Regions from separate parts of the Drosophila melanogaster genome. Here region 2 is linked to region 1. The links are chromatin contacts, called in public Hi-C maps. All regions are on one chromosome and are shown on one strand. Each heading gives the region's core, a stretch centred on a gene start, on an enhancer-like site or on the middle of the called end of the contact. The rest is flanking DNA. Distances are from core to core; before and after follow the strand shown.

Evidence for each region. Hi-C and Micro-C count contacts between places; a contact is called where the count stands out from the background.
Region 2: a contact with region 1 is called in a Hi-C map of the Kc167 cell line, with 1.5 times the contacts expected there. The contact joins the enhancer-like site here to the promoter of lncRNA:CR45981 in region 1. A contact is called at or near these places in 25 of 107 Hi-C or Micro-C datasets (the Kc167 cell line, the OSC cell line, the Ras3 cell line and 5 more) and 1 of 6 datasets of contacts at active chromatin or transcription factors (the Kc167 cell line).

Annotation. Positions count from the first base shown.
Region 1 is chr3L:2,618,298-2,625,960 of dm6, forward strand. It overlaps lncRNA:CR45981 (long non-coding RNA:CR45981), which reads right to left and starts at 4,332. Exons shown (of 1, transcript NR_133162.1): 1 at 3,424-4,332. All of the region lies in intron 2 of Pxn (Peroxidasin), which reads right to left.
Region 2 is chr3L:2,683,530-2,690,334 of dm6, forward strand. It overlaps Fife (fife,), which reads right to left. Exons shown (of 17, transcript NM_001274411.1): 3 at 5,960-6,409; 4 at 1,024-1,159. The coding sequence starts at 5,995. Among named protein-coding and RNA genes, the nearest start is that of Fife, 25 kb to the right of the region's middle. Within about 2 kb of position 3,757, at least 6 of the 39 cell types and tissues checked have an H3K27ac peak or open chromatin away from gene starts, as enhancers often do. A contact at or near this core is called in the Kc167 cell line, where this site is marked.

The sequences.
Region 1 (7,663 bases), core at 3,082-5,581:
GCCAGTGACGATAGTCCAAAGGACTCATGACAATTGCTCTGACTGACTTCCTGACTATGAGTTTGTGTGCTTGTGGGGAGCACTTGGCAATGTAATCCTTCAGCCGCTCGGCTCCTCAGCCGTTTATTTTTGCCCAGTGACATTTTATTATTATTAAACAAAGGCCACCCGCTCGGCACCTCCAACCCATCGCCGTTAACCCTTGACACTGTTTATCTGTGTGCGTAAAAGTTCAGCTGTCAGTCAGCCAGTCACTTGTGTGTGTGTGTGTGTGGGTTAATGGAGATGGGCGTTACGGGTTACATGATCCCGGGGTTAAAGTTAGTTACCGTAGTGGCTGCAGTTGGAGTACTCACTCGTAGTAGTTTCATTGCTCTCTGCTCCTTTTCGCCAGGACTTATTTTCGAGCCTTTGCAGCTGGGGCTGTGATTTAATTTTCGTCCTGTTTGCTTACCCCCAATTTCGCTCACTTCTGACGATGGCTATATCTAACCCGTTATCCCCCGCAAATCCCCAATATCTCCGTGCTACGTGTGTGCTAAACTGTTAATGTAATTGTGTCCAGTTAGGACTGTTTGAGATACTTAGAGCACTTTGCGTAATTGGCTCGGAGTGTGCATGCATAAAACGCTTTGTTTAGCCCAGATGGAACAACAAAAGATTTTGGCCAAAGAGTTTGTAGAGCTGTAGATCAGGGCTTAATGAATTTCACCTGCTACGGGAAAGTGCAATGACATCAGCAAAGGAAACTGCAGAGTAATTGGAATCATCTAAAATCTCAAGAAAGAGAAAATTATTCCATAAAGCTCGCCAGCGGACTTTCGACGAATTAAGCCAAGCACTTGAGAGCCGCAGTTTACGGCTTAGTGGATTTCACCTGTACCGAAAAGTCCAAAAGTTGAGCCAGTCAACCGGATTGCGAAAAGTAAACTGCAAAGCAATTAACATTGTTTCCCCGAACTGACAAAGAACAAAACTTTGCTACGACAAATCCTTGGACCAAAGCTGCGCTACTTTAAGGATTCGGCAGGCGAACAAAAAACCAGTGCGACTAGTGAACTGTGTGCGGGTGACTCGCCTTTGGCCAAGTGTAAGCGATAAGGGATCCAAAGCACCACCGCCACCACACCCAACCAACTCCGACTGACCACCAAGCAAGCAGGACATTCCGGAACTAGGACTGCACCAGGACCACCAGTTAGTCCGCTCACATGGAATTGATATGTGGCCTGGCTTGGTTGCATCCGCCGCCGTGGCTTTTGTTGCACTTATCTGGCGTTGCCGTTACGCACAAGTGGCTATGGCGAAAGGATATGCACTAGGCGAAATCAAGGATGCATCTCGAGAGTATCAAGAACGTGCTCTAAAGGTATGCAAGCACATTTTTTGAATGCAAAAGTCGAATTGAATATGCACTGCATACTTTTAGACACCTGGCATTCTTAATAAATTATTTTTGAATGCAAAATTTCTATGAATTGAATTCTGTGCATACTTTTAGACATTTGCAGTTTTGTGATGCAATTGGAAACTTCTCAAAGTTCCTGGTGGGCATTTTTTCCGAGTGCCACATGCGACTTCCTCCCCCATTTTAGTGGTATATTCAGTAATTATGTCCAATAAGCGACGAAGCGTGAAGCCAATGCCATACCACCCATTTTCCAACCACGGGCGCCCCGCCCACCGGAAGGAAAACGTTGTCGTTAATGTTGTCGTTATGTAAGCTAACCCAGTTTTAGCGTCGACATGGCATTTCCTTCCTTCCTGTTCCTGCGTTAAATGCAATCCTTGAGCGAAATCCGCAAGAAAAGAATGAAAGGCGCCCACTAGAGCTGCTTGGGTTGGGTTGGATAAAGATTGCTGACTGCATGACACGCCAGAGCAGGCAGCAAAAGTTAAGCCACGTGCAGAAAATTCACTTCCGTCCCACACACACACACACACTCACACAGACTGGCACTCACACTCTTGAGCAAAAAGGACGCTGGAAGAACAAGAGGCATCTAAACTTGCATTGCATACTTTTGGGCTGCCACCGAAAGAAAAACTCCTGACAGCGGAGGAAAATCAAAAGGGGAGGCAAAAGGGTGGAAAATCCCTCGGAGCATAGGAAAACAAAATGGTAGAACGAAAGGCCAACGAAATGCCCGGTCTACAAATTTCCTCTTACTTAAAAATGCTGTCTCACTCCGCCGTTTTTTGACCTAACCGTTCTGAAGTTTTTCCAGAAAAACCAAAAACCTATCACCAAGATTGGTGCATTTTGAAGTGCAGTAGATTAAATAAGAAACCAAAAGTGATGAAAAAAAAGGTTGCATACTTTCAAACACCTTTATTTCTGCTAGCCTTTTGCTCTGAACTACGTTTCATTGTCACTCATGAGTATAACCATATTAAAAACTTGTTAGCATCTTTTGCAATAAGAATAAATATAAAACAAACCAAATACTTTTGCCTTGCAAAGTATAATTTTTGAGTTCGTGAGGACTGGAGCTCGTATGCTGCAGCGAATACTTTTACGATACTTTTGCTAATGTGTTGCGCCTGAAAAGCTCCTTCAGCCGTGGCTCATATCCCAGCTCAGCCGCCCCTCCCATCGACACTTCTACAGGTGTAAATGTCTCACAAGTGCACTCCACCCGCACACACACATGCAATTGCCGGCTGTCTAAGGGAGTCCTCTATCGTCCTTCCATCGCTGGAGCCCGCCCTCATCATCCTGGCTGCTCGTTGTGGCATGCTTAAGCTGCTTCCAGTTTGGCCAGGCAAACACCTTCATGGTTAAAAGTGGCCACCTGGAGGAGCTGCACCAGCATTACTACCTGTGCGCCCTTCAATATATAATTCTCACATTTCCAGCCAACTGCCATCTCTGCACACACATTTGCCCAACGAGTGTGTGTATTTTTGTTGAAATAAATTTTATTTAAACTTTCGCTGCCGCTGGTTATGCACTTTTTTTCTTATTCTCTGTGCACCATTTTGGTATTATTTTTTTTTGCCCCAGCAACGTGTGAAATTCAATTATACAGCAGATTTATATGTCGAGCATGGAGCTGGGTGCATGAGCAGCTCTTCGTTTTTATTTGAGAAGGCAATACTCAGCCCACACGCCGACCATGCAACATATATGCGTTATAAAAATGCAATGAAATCAGTTCGCCATTCAAGTGGAAACGGTTTAATATGCGTATAAAAGGCGAATATTAACTAAAGCCCTCTTGATGCAGTATTCTATTTCGGCTTTCGTGGGGCATAAATATATTTGGCTGGGCTGGATGAAAATTGATAAATATTCCGGGCAAATGAAATAACAAATAACAAAGCGTTTCTAAATCTATGAAAATTGTTCAAGTGTATTTACCCACGAGAAATTAGAAATTAGAAAGGATAGCTATTAATTTCTTAAAGAAATTTAAATTTAATTTTCCAATTTTCAGATGACTAACTACATAATTTCCAAGTATTTAATGTTCACTTTACGATTTGGCCTGCAACTCACACGCCCGAGTATAGCTTGAAATTTGCTTGCATATTACGCATACGCCATGGTAACCCATACTCTACCCACAGCCCACAAGTCGTTCGCGCTTACATTAACATTATTATGCATCTGTCTGGGGCAAGTTCCGTACCCGGACCGGCAATCTTGTATCTGCTATCTGCTGGTTACGTGGTGTGCCACTTGGCTCGGACTCGGACTTGGACTCCATGGACCCCGAACCACTTGGTTTGCCGCCTGGTTGAGCAGTGAACGAGGTCCTTTTTCTTTGACGCCCGGAAATACCCTTTTGAAAGGTCCTGCGTTTCAAGCCAATTGATATAGGTTCAAAATGAAACTGATAAGCTCTTTGCTTAATTAATTTCTAATAAACGAAATATTCGATTTAAATGTTTGCTTTTTAAATCGTTAGTTGATTCATTGAAAGAGCATCTCCCATTTCGCTAAGCTACATTCAAGTCTTGCTGACTTGTTTTTTCTTGGCTTGGCCATCACGCCTGCTGTTGACTGTAGTTCGTGCCACATGGCGGTGGCATCTCACCTGGCAAGGAGCTCAGTTGAGGACGAGGTTTTCCGCATCCAGCAGTCGCCGTCTACCGTTTTTATTTGCGCTCTTATTCCTTCGCTTCCTTGGGCTTCGCTCCGTTGCCATAGCATACTTATGGGCTGCAGCTACGCTTCTGCTGCAATTCTTCTGCTGCTGATGCTGCTTGTTTCTTATGCTTGACCGCCGCCAGTTGCCAGGACTGCACTGTAATCTATACCTGACTGTAATCTATTCCTTTATCGAAGGAGGGATTATTATTATGCGAATTTGTGAGACAACATTAAATAGCTCGCCTGCCTCTTTAAAGCTAGATACAATAAAGTATATTTACTTTCATGATTCAGTAGCTGTGCAACATTTGCATTCATTGATGGAAAACTTTCAGTGGGCGCCAGAACATCTTAATATTGCCTTGGAAAGCCGCAACTTGTTCCTCATTTTTGGCGCAGTGCACGCCTGTTTTCCGTGTTCAGTGTCCTGTTCTGTGTCCGTTGCACATGCCGATTGCTCCACTTTGACATGTTGCTAGATGCCACAGACCCGCCCCCCGCCCCTCTGGCCACCCATTTCTCGGTGGCAGAATAACTTTGCTTATAAATTGTGGCATGTGTTTGTGCAGCGATGATGTTGCTGCTGCTACTGCTGTATTTTCCACACAGCTCTTGCTATCTTGCTACTTTGCATTCTTTGCTCCGCACTAACGAGCATGCGAAATGACAAAGCTGGTGGGCGTGGCAGTGGCATGGGGCAGTGGCATGGGGCAGTGGCAAGATCCGAAGGAGCAGGAGAACTGCTAGCAAATGAACCAAGTGGCACTTTGTAGCATTAAAGCGGGATGAGAGCGAGAGGTGGGAGAAATGGTAGCGTCCAACTTTAAATGCAAATTGAGGGGGAGTTTCGGGAAATCAATAGAAGATTTTTCTATGTCAAAGTGAAGCGAAGCCTGGCTGACTGGCAGACAGATTCCTTGGCGGAATCCGTAATCTCGACCCTCGAGTCTTTAGCACCGGAATCTCGAATCTCGTATCTCGATTCACGAATCGAGAGACGCCAGTCGATTTTGCAGCTCCATTTCCACTTCTGCCTGTGACAGTGAATTAAAAATGCATACGCTTTGATTGGCAAAAACTTTGCCTTCGGGGATTTCCCTTTGACGTTTGCCATGTAAAAAGTGAATATTTCGTCAGCGTTCAGCTTTAATCAATGGAAAATGCATCGCCCATTCAAGTGAGTCCGCTGGTCTACCGCTTCATTTGCATAATTACAAATCATATTACTGTTTGGGTGGCGGAATGGTAAGAATTTTACACACGCAATTTAATTTTATTTCCATGTATTGCTTTTTTTTTTGCGCTCTGCAAAAATATGGCAACAATTGAAAAGTCAAACCAGACTGAACGGCAAGGGCAAAAAACCGTAACAACAATATATATTATATTTCACAAAAAAGGGGCGACGCTTTTTTTTTTTTGGGGCGTGGCAGTCTGCGAATGAGACAGCGACGATTGGATGCTCTTTGATTGATTGGTAATTGGATTCGGAATGCACTTAGAGGATTTATCACTAGACAAACGCAGACAGCTTTGATTGATGGCACTGCGATGTTCGGAAGAATGATGAGTTTTTCAATTGCAAGTACCACTTAGTGAAATTAAATCCAACGGAAATGCGTAATTAAATGAATTTAAGTGAATTGTTTAATATCTAACAAAAGATTAGTTTTAATTAATCCTGTTTATTTCATTCTTTAGAAATTATGTAAATTTGTTATAATCACTTTATCAGTGTACCACTTTTTTTAGCAGTCTGAATTTTGTATTGTGCACACATCTAATGTGTTGTTATTACCAAGAATATTGTTTGTTTACGACACATTTTAATTAAAAGCTGCAGAGAGCCGTAAAGCCATAAATAACATGAATAATTTTAACTAATTCGCATTAAGGTTTTCACAAAAACATCTTTACCTATTATTAATTATTATTTAGCCAGAGGAAATAGGCAGCATTTCGTAAATTTGATTTATCGAAATATGGTCTTAATGAAACATATACTTTCAAATTATACAGTACTCAATAAGCTGGTCATAACTCATGCAGAAACTGCATAAAATGTATAGAAATAATGTGCAAAATACACAGAATTTCTGAGAAACGGCAAAAGCACTATGGTTATTAATAATAAATCTCATTAGCAAGTTATTTGCAAAACTATAAGCTTCATAACTCGACACAAACGAAGTGAAGTACTCACAAATCGGTCAGAAACTTGAACCGACAACTTGCCGGCTGTTATAATTATCCGCATCCAGCCTGCATATCCTGAATATCCTGTATACATTCCCAGATAGATAGATCTAGATACAGTGTCCTTCAACTCCCACCTTCGCCCAACCGAGGTAGAGGTATTCATCCACACCTGAGTCCGAAGATCCGACTCCATGTGGCCCACCGGAAAACAAGTTCTCTGTGCTGGCTGGAATCTGTTATCCATTGGTAACAATTTCAATATTCCCACCGACAAATAAACAGCAAATGTAAATGCAAAAGTCCTGTGCAAAAAGGAAATTTATGCATATTTAATAACAACATGGCAGCAGCAACTGGATATGGAACAGGAACAAGGATATGGAGACCAGCTTCGAAATACAAGGCATTTCTCACGCATAAATGCGCTCGACGAGATGAGAAATTCAGGAAAGTATAACGGCAAAATCGGGGCTTTTCCGGTTTTTCCCTATATATGTATATATATATATGTATATATGGGAAGCCTAAAGAGGGTGAATGAAATAGCAGCAGGAGCAACAGGGGAGTTGGAACATTTTTGCTAGCAAAATAGTTTTCGCAAATAGTTGATTCGCAAAAAAAGTCGAGCCAAATATTGTCCATATGTATATGTATTTGTATTCATACTCTCTTATGTTTGTGCTCATATGTGTGTCTGTATTTGTGGCATGTTGTCCGAGAGTGGGCGTGGTGGGGGTGGGCGTGGCAGAGCCAGCGAACTGGACGCTAATCAAACTTTTTAATATGCCATGCATGCAACGTGCGGCGACTTTTGTTTTGACACACCGCCGCAAAGTGGGCGGCAGTGGGCATCGAGCAAGGGGGGGGGGGGCGTGGCAAGTCGGTGCGGCATTATGAGATATATTTCATATGTGCATAATGGCCAAGTTATTAGATGATAGCATGTGTGGCGTAGCTGCTGCCGGCGAGCAGATTCAGTTCATATGTCTTGGCTACATGTGCGATTTATGTGCTCGTCTTTTCAACTGAGGATACACTGAGCGAAAAGGGGGCAAAGAAATCAAAGATCAAAAATTGTATATTAATATATTATTACAATTAATTCCTATTAAGTTTCTCTATATATATTTTTATTAAATTTAGTAAAATCTATCTAATAATTCTTTTTCCCTTTATTTTTTTTAAGACTCTCTATTTTTTTTAGTGAATAATGACTATTCTCCGCTTTAAATTGCATAATTGTTTTGAATCTAATCTCGTTTGACCTTTTGCCACACAAATTGCTTCCTCACCAATTTTGCCCCATTGAAAAGCAATTTTTTCTCGGTCCTTAAAAGTAAGTACTGGCTTAGGAGTCCGGAATGG
Region 2 (6,805 bases), core at 2,507-5,006, 65 kb after region 1:
ATTTCACCTGCTCAAGGGAGCACTTAGGTGGCAGGTAAGATAAAAGAACTGCGCAACTATTAAAGTATTTGCAAGTTTTTCTGCTTTTAAATTATGTGTCAGCTCTTCACTGTGGTTGGCCACAAAAATCTGGGAGCTTGCCAACTAGCTGGAGAGCAATCTCGCAGAGCTGCATCCTTTGGGGAGTCGAAGGGAACTCGAGTGCCAAAATATTTGCCCAAATTATGTGCACAAATCTGTCTCGTTCTTTTACGATCCTGCTAAATAAACGTCGTGAAATAAGATTTCATTTCGTTCTAATAAATCGAATGGCTCGGCAATAAAATCAACAAGCCACAGCTTTCGCTTAGCTGGTGGCCAACTAAATTGTGATAAAAATAACACAAAAGTCAACACAACATTCTCATGTTTCCCGCTGCTTCTTTCAGCACTAAATAAATACACCAATGCTCAAGATAATAGTAGTTTTAACATTACTTCAACACATTTCTTCAAGCTTTTAGCACTGGATATACATATATACAAAAGTGTTTGCTCTGCACTTATTATATATCAATATATAGAAGCCAATAAGAATTTATAGTCTTGGCATCGTTTGTAGTGAACTACTGCTATTACTTTGAACTCAGCTGTTTGCTTGGGTGGTGCTAAAAACAGAAGTCACCGATTTTATTGACTTTGTCGCAGCGTTTATGGACTCCATAACAATGACAGTGTGAATGGCGATGACTTGGCATGCAGCATCCACTGACCCCTTACATTATTCAATATGCGATGCAAACGAGCGTGAGCAGAAAATATATTGCGTATACGCACCGTTAGCCGCCGAATGCTCATTGCTGCGACTTACGTGCTCTCGCAGAAACACACACAAAGTTTGCTCAAAGTTTAGCAAGCAGCTTTACGGGCACTTGTATGAAAATTCATGCCATAAATTCGTATGCACTTACGGCAAGGATAACCGCACAGAAAACAACGCACACACACCTAAATCTACACATCCACAACTACAATCATGCTTACCTTTATCTGTGACGGTGAGCAGCGAGGAGGAAATCGTAGCCTTCATCTTGTTCAGGGCCCCCGTTTGGGAGGCCCCTCCTCCCGAGTCCGCTGCATGCTGCTGCCGTTCGCTGGTCTGCTCGTCGGTGGCCACCATCTGCGGAAAACAGAAGAGGAAAAGCGGAAAAGTTAGAGGTCAGCGCGCGGGGCTAAGGAAATGTGGATAAATATTGGCGTATCGCGCTGTTGGTTTGATTTTCTGCAGCCGTAAATCTTTATTTCGGTCTTGGCTTGCCATGAACGTAAAACGCGAAGCAAAATGACGGGATTATTGGCGTGTATTACAAAACCAGGTTTCCTTTCTATACGAGTTAAAACATTTGAAAAATGTTTATAAACCATATTATTTTGATTAGTAGTGGTATTTACCTAATATAGCTCGTAAAATTTATATTTTTTTGCCGAAAATGACATGCAATACCTTTTTGTGCTCGTAAATAAATTTCAAATCGATTTGCATTCAAAAATAAAAAAAAAAATTTTTGTGAATTTTTTGAAAAAAAAGATGATGGTACCCCTTACAAAAAATGAAAAAATTGGTCAAAAATTATTTTTTCAAAAACAGTTGCTCAGTGATAGGGTTTTTTAGTTGTGGTTATTAGCTGCACAAAACAGTCATTGATTTTGCTCTGTGCCATTTTTTTGCCAAGTTATGGAAAAAAATCCTACATAAATATTGTAATTATGCTAAAAATTTCTATGTCCATTTTTGGGCGAAAAATAAACAGTATTTTATCTATAGTAATAAAAGTATTGATAGAAAAATAAAACGTCCTACATCGTTGAACTCGTAATTTTCATGTCAATAAAGTGTAATTCACACTTTGAAATGTAAAATTTTTGCGAATTTTCAGAAAAATTGATGATGTAACCCCTATCTAAAAATGGAAAAATTGCATAAAAAATTTTTTTTTTTTAAATCAAAAGCTTAGTGGTAGGGCCTGTTAGTTTGGTTTATAAGCAACATAAAACACTGATAGTTTTCGCCGTCTGGCGATTTTTTTCCAAGTTATGCCAAATTAACTAATGAATATTTAAGGGTTGGCCTCATTTTTTATGAGACTTTAACAAAAAAAACTCCTTTTTGGTATCTGGCGGATGAAGTCAAAGCAATACACACCATTTTTGTCTTTTAAGCTTAGCGTGAGTGATCATTTTCATACCCTTAGCTTATCTAAACTAGACGAATATAATCATCAAATTCCCAGCCAGGGAGCAGTTTTCCCTGTGAGCAAGGTTATTACCCTGATGTTCCTCAGATTTTCTCTGATTTTTTTGCGCAGTCATCACGGGCACGCAGGTGAAAGTAACGCGGTGCGTTTTATTTGATTTTTTTCTGTGTTCCACTGGAGGCGTCTGAAGCGCAACAAATTGCCAAGAAATCGTAAAGTGTGGCAAGTAATTTTTGATTAAACAACGGGGCACCAAAGGCGGAATCCACCAGCCGGAGAGTCTTTCAAAAATTACCGTCATTCTTTTTAATGCACACAGCCTGTAAGAAGGGGGCTTCACCGGGCTTAGCCGTCTTTGTGTGTGTGTGTGTTGTGTTCCGGGCAGGAGGATAACAATTGGAGGCGACTGGCCGACCAGCCGAGCCCCGAAAACATAAGTGCTGCTCTGCTATGTCAGCATTTTATGAAGTGGAAATTTTCTATTTGCCAAAGCGCCAACGAAACCGGAACAAACAGCCGCACAGTTGAGTACACAGAAAACAAATGGTGGCACAGCTCTTAGCCAGTATCTTCGAAAAAACCTCTATACATTTAAACCTTTAAATTAAAGTTGGTTACTCAGCATGTTATGCCTGGAACTAATTACTTTACCAGTGATACCATGTAACACTGTCTGTTTAATATATAATCCAACGTCGGGATTAAGTACTACAATGGATTATAATATTTTTTCCTATGCATTAAGGACGATCCATATAGTGCAGCCATCTCGTTCGCACAGCGCAAATTACGCTAAGTGCTTTGGCTGCAGCGCTTTCGGTTACCTACCTTTGTGGGTGGGTATGGGCTTTAGAGGGTTAAGAGCGGGCTTTGCGGGATGTGCGGGAAGTGCCCAGGGGGTCAGGATCCTACTCTGGCGGGAACTAAGCGGCATCTACTGTCAGATTATGGCCGCTTTGTGCTCAGCCCGGGCTACATTTTTGATGATGTCATTTGATGTCGGCCTGGTAATATTCATGCTGCCGATTTATGGGCTCCTTTCTTCCTACATTTTGCCTGCCAACTTTGCCGGGAAGCCCATGAAATCTTAGTGTAATGTATAGTTGTTTGCTCGGCGGTCTTCCTGTCCAGATCCCACCTGCAGCCCAGAAACCCCACTTAATTTATGTGCTCAGGTGTCTGACGCCATTTTTCTTGCGCACGGGTAAACTACTCGGCATTCCTCACGGTTTCAGCTCCGCCCACAGCTCCTCGCACAATTATTGCCGTGTTAATTTTGTCATTTATTATGATTTTTTGCTCCGTCTGGCCCGGTCTGGGTCTTATGGCCCGAAGCCGCAAATAGTTTCATGTTTAGTGCCGAAAATTATGTGTTGACGTTTAAGAGCTGCTGTTCCCTTCCATCCTCGCCCTCCCTCGCATTTCCCGCCGCTTTTCCACTCGCTTTTCCCCGACACAACAATAATATGGCGCGCAATATGTGCGCCCTTTATGGCCGCAAAGTATGCTACATAAAACAGCAGTCAATGCGAAAAGAGATGAGGAGAAAGTTGGTCGCCAGCAGGGAGAAAGTTGCGCCTTGTCAGCCGTGAATGAATGCGCTTGCATTCCGCCAGGATAGACATCCTTGCAGTCGGAATGGAAATCAATAGCAAATTAAACGAAAGCTGCGAGCAAATATTTTACCACTTAAAAGTTGCGCACAAGTTTATAACGAATGTCTTGCAGAAATAGTGAGGACACGTTGCGAGTTTTCTGAATTTAATTTCAAATTGGAGATAATATTAATTGGGAATACTAATTTTGTACACGGAATGTATTAAATTTTAATTATCCAATTCAATGAATTCAAAACAGTTTTCAAAACTGCTGCTATCTGCTCACCACGACTGTTTTGAAAAGTTTGGAGCAGTAATATAAAGTTTGAGAGCTCAATGAATATTTTATTCAGGTGTAAAAAGTTTTCTAATTGCAACCGAGTTAATAAGCAAGAAAATTACTAGCGACTTTAAATTTAATTATTATTTGTTGCAGCCAACTAATGAACACCTATTACCAGTTTATCCTCTAATATATTTGATAAAATAAATGTGTAAATTCAATCGATAGAAAGGGATTATCATCACTTTATTTAATATATTATTCAAAACAACATTTAGTTTTTCCCCATGTGTAACAAGTAGTTTGTGGGGCAGGCACGTGCTTGTCATTCGGCTCAAGGCTTCGAGTTGCCTGTTGCAAGTTGCAGCTGCCTGCCGCCTGTTGCTGTTTATGGCCTGCACCCAGGCACAATAAAGTGCAGCACACTGACAGCAAGGGGCAACCGACTGGGACACGTGTGGTCAGGATGGAATGGAATGGCCGGAATGGAATGAAATGGTCGGGATGGCCTGGCCAGGATCTGTCCACAGGCGAGTCTAGGCGCCACCGCAAGCAAATGGGTAACGAGCCAAGTGCGGCAGTGGTCAGGGAACTTTACAGCGGCCGGACTATTAAGGAAATTGCTGCAAATAAACTGCAGGAGGTTGTGCAGCTGGCAGGACTCGTGCTCTGCATTCACGGTCTAGTGCCCCGTGGTGTCCTTTGATGTCCTGCGGTCCCTGCGCATTTGTCGCCAAATTTCAGAACGGAATGGCCCGACTGGTTGTTAGGCATTTGAATGGCAAATAGAAAAAACTTTGCCAAATCCTTTTTGCCAACAGACTTGCTAACGGACTGTCAACGGCTCATCATTGTTTTGAGATGGGTTCGTTTGGCTTGGAAGCTGGGCCGCTTTGATTTCGTGCTTCATTTGGTCTAATCAAACTTGGCGAAAACACAAAAATCTGCAGCATTTAGTTGGCTGGCATTTGCTTGTCAGCCGGCATTTCCCCAGCCTTTCATTTCGAACTTGGTTTTTATTAACTTTGCAAAGTATTTTCTGCCAAACCGGAATTTCTACGGAATTTACACTCTTCGAGGGCTTTTCTTTTTCTTTTTCCTTTCTTTTCTTTTCTTTGCTTTGCCCTTCCCTTTCCTTCCCTTTTATTTTTGTGTTATTTTGGGCTTCACACGCCCATGTATAATTTTATTCCTCATTTTCCCCTTGCCTGCCCGATCCCGAAAACAATTTCCGCATTAAAAAAAGGGACACCAACTCGGCGGGGCAGGTGCTTCGCAGGATAATTGAACCACTTCGATTGTTGCCAGTCCGTTTGCGTTTATTTTTTTGTGAATTTTTGATATTTTTCGAGCGCATAAACAAAAGGGAAAATCAGTCGGGCGGGCAAAGCATTTAAAGGGCTTTTTAATTAAAAAGTTTTGTTTGCCCTTCCGACAGGCGTTTGTTTTTGAAGCCTGTTCGAGAAGGTTTTAGGCGATTGCTAATGCACGAACTTTTACCTGCAGCCGTGTCCGTACGTTATGCAGTTCTTCGTAATATTGGAATTTATAAAATGGACGAATTCCTTAAAAATATTCCATTGATTGGCTATGAAGCCTGCGCAAAGAAGTTCTTAACGATATACATTTAAGTGCGCGCACTTTGTGGGCAGAAGGCAAATGAATTAAAATTCCGCTTTTATTGCATTTCATTTGCTACTCATTATCATCGGGGGAATAATAATTAAGGAATCACAACTGGCGAATGAAAATGAAATTAAGCATAAATTACGAGCTTCTGCCAGTGACAACAATGCTGGGGCTATGTGATTTATATATTCATTAAATATCGAAGTGTCACTTACCTTTTTCATGAATGACATCACATTTGTTGGCAACATTTTGAAGGTTGTTTTTACTGGCCCTTTCCTTGGTTGAAAATGCGTTTCTCGTTCGTTTCGCTTGTGTATTTAAAGTGCAATTAATCATGCATCCGCCGTGTTGGACGGTGCGTATACGTTATATACGTTATGTTCGTTTTTTCTGCTGCAAGCTGGTAAGCCGCATTAAGTCATTTCGATTTGGATTGTTTTCATTTCTCTTGGCCAGGTATTGTTTATTCTCTCCTCTGATGGCCATTTTTCATTGGCCATGTAAATAGGCATTGACAGGGGTATATTGGCATACCAGTTCTGCATGTTGCGCCAGCTCTCGATCCAGATTGATTTATGTGTAGCTCTAGTTGCGCACTTGGCTTTTAATTAACTTTGGCCATAACTCAAAAACGGTATTATTGCCGCCGGCTGCAGCTGCTCCTTTTGGCGGAAAACATGGAAAATAAACCGAGAAAGAGGCGGAAAATTATAATTAGTCATTTGGCAGTGGGAGAAAGTTGCACGCAGCGCTTTAAGTGCTCAACTCACGGACGTGTAATGGTCCGCTCGGCTTACACCGTACTTAGCCGGGCTCCATAAATTTCCCTACGATAACCATCAACAGTGTTTTGGGTTTCCCCGCTCCCCTGCAGCCACAAACCATCTCGCACACATACACGCACATGCGGAAAAGTGGTGAAAAGTCGAGCGGCAAAAGTTTATAAGGCGGAAATAATGTGTCGCCTGGCATGCAAACGTCCCTTTTCCATTGACCTGCATAATATGTTGGCCCTGCTAAGTGGGTTAGCCAACGAAACCTTAAAGTTAATGCCCGAA